Linked DNA regions of Sus scrofa: region 1 is linked to region 2. The links are chromatin contacts, called in public HiChIP or PLAC-seq maps. All regions are on one chromosome and are shown on one strand. The core of a region is the stretch at or near the end of the contact, and the rest is flanking DNA. Distances in the headings are between cores, read along the strand shown.

Region 1 (3,047 bases), core at 335-2,834, 140 kb before region 2:
AAGATGTGACATTTTTCTAACTCAGTGTTGGGGGGAGGGAAAGACGGGTGAATTAATGAATTTTTCTTAGAACCTACAAATAATAAACCCAGTTACTTCTTGTTAGATACCTGACCCGGGGTGGGGGGGGGCTTGCTTATGAGACAACAAATTAAATATGAACGTCTATAGCAAGGCATGTCTACCCAAAACACAGATCCACTCAAAAGTGCTCCAGTGTTATTCTTGGGACAATCATACCAGTCTCATCAGCGGGATTTCAGCCAAATTGGAGAGAGTGATGCCATGTGGCTGCTGGGTGAGATAGGGAGAAGTGCAACTTAAGCAAGAATTCAAACTTTAAGTCAGTTCCTACACAATTCAGAGTGCATAGTTCACCCTAAAGTGTCTACCTTTAGCAGGCTATGGGTGTCCACATTTCTCAAGGTTTTCCACAAAGCACCTCAAAAAACCCACTACTTTAAATAGCGAACTTCAACTGTAGCTTTTTAAGCAGCGCTTATTCAGATACCCGCTTGGGAATCCTTTACTGGTATAGGCCCAAGCATGAATTCAGAGTCCTGTTTGCTCCCAGAAGGAACAGCTAAAATTCAACAGCCCGCTCCTGAACCACATCAGGGTGCAGCTGGCCCAGGTTAGGATGCCGCTCCCGCGTCTGGGGCTGCGGGTATCTGGTACACACATGCTCCTTCACAACCAACGTCTGCGGCTGCACCTCCCACACCGTACGACTTCTCTCGGCTACCAGTTTGGTGTTCTGCCGAGGTGCCCAACGCCAAAAATCTCATTGTTGGAAACTAAAGGGGGGAGGGGTAAACAGTAAGGAAGACACACCCCTCAGGGAGAGGATGGATAACTTCCCCCGTCTCCAGGGCGGTCCCCACATTTTTCCAAACTCTCCTCTCATGCTGCTTCCCATCCCCAACGGCCCCTCTCCAGGACCCCGGAAGAGCGCGGGGCGGTGGGTGAGAGCACTGGGAAGAAGCGAGCGCCGGTTCCCCCTGACCCTCGAGAGCGGCGAGGGCTGGAATTCCAGCATGGCGTAAGCGTGGCCCAGCTCCGGCCCAGGGACGCCGGCGGGGACGCGCTCCCTCAGTCCACCGGCGGTGGAGACCGTAATCCGCCTTCCCGGCTGGGGGCCCTCACACCTGGCTAAAAATAGGAGCCTCGGTCACCCCAGGGCCCTCTCCGGCCGACCTCGCCCTCAGGAGACCTGCCAGGAGCAGCCGCCGCGGCTGAACCGGGGTCGAGCCCGGGGCGGCCCGGCGAGGCCGAGAGGCCCCTCAGAGCCCGCCCGCCAGGGCGGCCCGGCCCAGGCAGAAGCCCGGCGGCGGTCACCCGGCGCCCGCGGCCTACCCGGCGGGCGACAGCGGACGGTGTCCCGGCCCCGCGGCCGCGCCCCCCGGCAGGCGCGGCCCTCCAGTCTGCCTGGGACCCCGCGACCGGCGCCCCCTCCCCCTCACGGTCCCCGCGGCCCGAGCCTGGGCCCAGCGGGGCCTTTTCTCTCTTACCCTGAGCGGCCGGGAAAGGAGACCGGGAAGACGCGGCGGCGCCGGCAGTACGGCCCGGGCCGCGCGCTCCGAGTCCCCGCCGCCGCCGCAGTCGCTCAGGTGCCGTCGCGCTGCCAGGCAGGAAACGGGCGGCTTCGGGGCGGGGCGGGGCGGCCCCGGCACGTCCCGGCGTCTGGGCCGGCGGTGCCCGGAGACCAGCCCCTTAAAGGGACAGGAGTCGCCGCCCCGACCCCCGCGCGCTCTGCTGTGAGCTTGGGTAAGTCCCAGCGTCCCGCTGGCTCGGGATTCCGCGGCTTTCCTCCCGAGATAACGTCTCGGTGGAGGGTGGGAGCCCCGGGTCTCGAGGCTCAGTGGAATTCCCTTCCTGCGCGAGAGCCCTGCTCTCTCTAGTCTCTCTCTCTCCTTCCCGAAAAGCTGGTTTCGTCTTGCATGCCCGCCTACAGAAGCACCACCTGGGCCCCGAGACTGGATTTTTTTTTTTTTTTTTTTTTTTTAAGCATTAAGCAAATAGTACTCGATTTCACTTAGCCCATTCCAGATTCCTCCCCACAAATCTCTAGAAAACGGAATCTTCCGTTCCTCTGTCTCCAGAGTTGCTGAATTCTCCTTTGGGCAAAACTGGCGTCAAAGAGAGAGAAATTTTAAACCGACCCAAATAATTGTGTGCAAATATTGTGTAGCTGTTGTGTCTGCCAGCTGGTGGCCATTCATTAAGCCCCGGCAAATAACTAGAATCCGAAGCGGAAAGAAGAGGTTGGCCAGAATCCCTGCTTATTAGTTTGCTCTTGCTACAAGAATGACAGCTGTCTTCCTGGTCACTGGCAAATGAGATGTGTTGATTATCATTACTTACTGCTTAACAATCTCTCCCAGAATGCCAGGCATTGCCCAGAACATATACAAAACATTACAAGCTCTCCTCAAACGTTATGGGAGCTCAAAAATGATTCAAACCCTTTTAGTGTATGGATAGAGATACATAAAATTAGGACTCATCACTAACACCTCTCCCTACCTACTGACAGAGGGGAACAAGAACAATTTTTAAATAACGGATATCAAAGCAGCTCCTACACAGGATTTTCCTTTGTATGGGCTGGCTAAAAACATACTATACATTTGTATTCTAATTACTTTTTTGTCAAAGCTTTCTAGAGCATCCCCGAAGTACAAATGAAAACTGTACAGTATGTGGTAGCCTGAGATGTTGAGAATTCTGCCTGTCTTCAGCCACTATGTTCTCCAGAGACGCATTCTGTCTTATTTTAACTCCAGAAATGCCGCCCTCTTTTTTGTTTCTTAGTAGGGTTACTCAGCACCTCAGTGGTTCCAATGCCCTCAAAGCAATCTATCCCTAAACCATCAGCTGTTTCCTGAGCCTGTGCCAAAGGATCCACCTTCGGTGAAGAGCGAAGCCATTAGTCTCTTAATACAAAGAGGAAAATATACCATTTCTATAAAGGAGTTCAAGGACTCTTGACTAGCCTACAAACGACCATCTAATTTCCTATGGTTAGTACTAAGCAGGTATTGGGT
Region 2 (3,198 bases), core at 176-2,675:
TGAAACATGAAGGTCTGAAAACAAGATAAACATTCTTTTCTTTGAAATGGTCAGAGAAAATTATTATCTCTTCCTTAAAAATAAATCTTAGAGCTTACACTAAACCTGAATGGTTCCTGAAAGTTTATTTTGAAAAGTGTTTGGGGATTTTGTGCTTTTTTCATACTTTTATAATCCTATGTAATTATGTTAAAATAGATTAAGAGCCTGGAACAGAGTTTACAGACTCAAGGCCTAATTAGGTTGTGGAATTATCCCCATTTGATGGAGATGTGGAGATTAACAAGGAGGGTTGGGCTAACAGGAGTTATGGACCTTGATTCCAAGTGGTCAGTGAATATGTCTTTCATTAAGATGAGAAAACATAGGCAGGGAGGGAAAGGTTGGTTTTCAGTTCAGTTTCCAAATTACTGAGTTTGTGGTGTTCACTGTACACTACTTTAGACCTAGTGTAAGCAGTTATGAATTTTGGGGTATGGAAGGGCAGGGGAGAGAAACCCTAGCTGGAGAGAAAATTTAGGGCAGTCATTAATTTACAGCCTGCCAAAATAATCTTTGAGACTCACTGGTGTAGATCATTTGACCTAGGAGCCCAATATTTTTCCTTCTGTAGTTTATAGACATATTCAAACACTAATTACTCTGATAAAAATCCTCCGACCCACCCTATTTATCCCCACAGAAACAAACTTGGAAAAATGTAACTATGTTCAATTCTACCTAGTTCAAATTTTTTCTCAGAGCACGGCCCAGAGTAGGAGCGGAATGCTGCACCTTAATTTAAAAATTTGTTTTTCAGAAAGATACATCTTTGATTTCCACATTCAGTACAGTTTCCACTGGTTAGCTATTATCAGTAGAGTACTTAGCAGACTCCTACCAAACAGATTTACTTATGACTCCTCAGGGTGTTACGGTGGGTTCTGTAATTCTCTACCTTTAAATCACGTAAGAACACAGGCACAGTGAGGTGAGTAATTTGCCCCAAATTACATAGCTATTAGGGAGGTGGGTGAGGCAAAATTCAGTCTAGCTCCAAGACCCAGTTCCCTACCCAACTCCGCTGTACTTTTAGCCAAATTTAAAAACATCCACAGAGAATTACAGAAACTCCCTATTGTGTTCCCAATCGGTTTTCCCAGAATCCTTACGGCATCGTTTTACTATTTCTTGCACAAATTTGAGGCGTTAACTTGTAGGCTGGTCATGATCGAGCAGCTGATGACATTTTGTTGGGGTGACTCGGCCCACTAACGTAATTCCTGCCGCGAGATCGGCCAGCCCTGAGATGTCAGGAAAACCGACAGCGCCTCGGGCTGCAGCGGTCAAGGGCTAGGCAAGGCTGGGCTTGGAGGTGGCGGGACCCCCGCGGCGCTCCCGGCGCCTCCTTAGGCCCCTCCCAGGCCCCACCTCCTCGCCCAGGATGCACCTGGTTGAAAACAAAATCCCACGTGACTGGCTCTTCTCTCAGGCCATCATGGCGTCTCCCAGTGGGAAGGGATCCCGGGCGCCGGAGGCTCCTGGCTGTGGGCCCCAGCCACTCGCCCGGGACTTGGTGGACTCCGTGGACGACGCGGAGGGGCTGTACGTGGCGGTGGAGCGGTGTCCGCTGTGCAACACTACCCGCCGGCGGCTGACCTGCGCCAAGTGCGTCCAGAGCGGCGATTTCGTCTACTTCGACGGCCGCGACCGTGAAAGGTACGGCAGCCGCCACGGCCCCATTGTTTTTTCTCCGGGAGTCACCACCGGCTACGAGACAGGAGCCTGGGACCAGAGTACGTGCCCCGGAGCCTGGCGAGAGAAGGGGGAGGTTGGGAGGGTAGCTGCTTTGCGCTAGCGCTTTCCTCCCAGAGTACAGGTTCCAGGATGGGGGCCAGAAGATGAAGGTTGTCATTTCCTCATAACTCACTGGGGAGGAGTCCCACCTCACGATGCTCCTGGGTACTCCGGAAAAGAGATAGATGTGACTGTGGAGAGGTCTTCCCCTGTTACTGCTGTAGAGTTGGATTCTCAGTACTTTGCTACACTCCCATTCAGAAGCTTGGTTTAACCTTTACCTTCGAAAGCACGTTCATTTTCTAGAGGAGAGTCCAGAAGGGAATAAAATAAAAGATTTTTGGGCCCTGGTAGCCTGTCACAGATGGACCTTGTTATCAGACATGCTTACTGTAATGTGTTAATTAGGCTAGTTAGTCCTCCCTTTTCCGCTCTCTGCCTCCAAAGATTGTTTTGGGTGCTGAGAAGTTTGGGGATGTGTTTTGGCTTTGTTTTAAAATCCAGACTGGGAGTTGCAAGCCCTTAGTTAAGAGAATTGAATTTAGGAACACGTTTTGGCCTTCTTTTGAAATTTGTTAAACAGAGACAAGTCCTTGGTTAAGATAATTGAAAAATTAGTGTGATTAGCTGCAAGGTCTCTCAGCCCCAACATTTGTGTCAGTAACTTAGTGATAGTAAAAGATCTAATATTTTGAGTGCAAAAGTTCAGGTATTCATTACAACAACCCAGTAAGTTATTATCCTCAACGTAACTGCTAAGGAAACTGCACGATACCTTGCCCTGGGTCACAGATAATAAGTGTAGGGACCAGAATTAATATCCAGGCAGCCTGAGCCCTATGCCATGCACTTAACCACTGGATTGTACAACATCTATATTTGGAAATTTTTTTGAGTTCCTGGTAGTCCTCTGTTCATGAATGGAATTTATTTCTTTTTCTTGAGATTTGTATGGTGTAATCTTTTAGTTAGTTGCTATGCCTCATTGATGTACTTGATGGCTTTAGAAACTGTTCGTGTGTAGTAAGTGATAGCTTTAAAAATTAAAACAATTTTACTGTAAGAATCCTAGGTATGAGGTGGAATTGTTTAACTTAAGGAGTTTATCACGGGTTCAGTTCTGGATCCTCTTCTCTTTATACTTTTACCTAGATCCATTCCCATAATTTAAATATCTTATATAGGCTGAAGACACCAGACTTATATCTCCAACTCGGGCCTTTGTAAAATCAAGAAGACAGCTGCCTCCTCTTTCTGTACTTAAATTTGTAATGAGGATCTCCATCTTTTTTTTTCTTTTCTTTTTTTATCACCCCTCGCCCCCCAAAGGCATCTGGAGGTTCCCAGGCTAGAGGTCGAGTTGGAGCTACAGCTGCCTGCCTATACCACAGCTCACAGCAACATGGGATCCTTAGCCCACTG

The links. HiChIP or PLAC-seq counts read pairs in DNA pulled down with a chosen protein or histone mark.
Region 1: an H3K27ac HiChIP or PLAC-seq map of alveolar macrophages shows a contact between it and region 2. The contact joins the promoter of KTN1 here to the promoter of ATG14 in region 2. A contact is called at or near these places in 1 of 5 promoter capture datasets (liver) and 2 of 2 datasets of contacts at active chromatin or transcription factors (alveolar macrophages and skeletal muscle).

What each region holds. Positions count from the first base shown.
Region 1 is chr1:184,880,407-184,883,453 of Sscrofa11.1, reverse strand. KTN1 (kinectin 1) reads right to left here and starts at 1,584. Exons shown (of 44, transcript NM_001258303.1): 1 at 1,512-1,584.
Region 2 is chr1:184,741,979-184,745,176 of Sscrofa11.1, reverse strand. ATG14 (beclin 1-associated autophagy-related key regulator) reads left to right here and starts at 1,425. Exons shown (of 10, transcript XM_001924990.5): 1 at 1,425-1,698. The coding sequence starts at 1,478.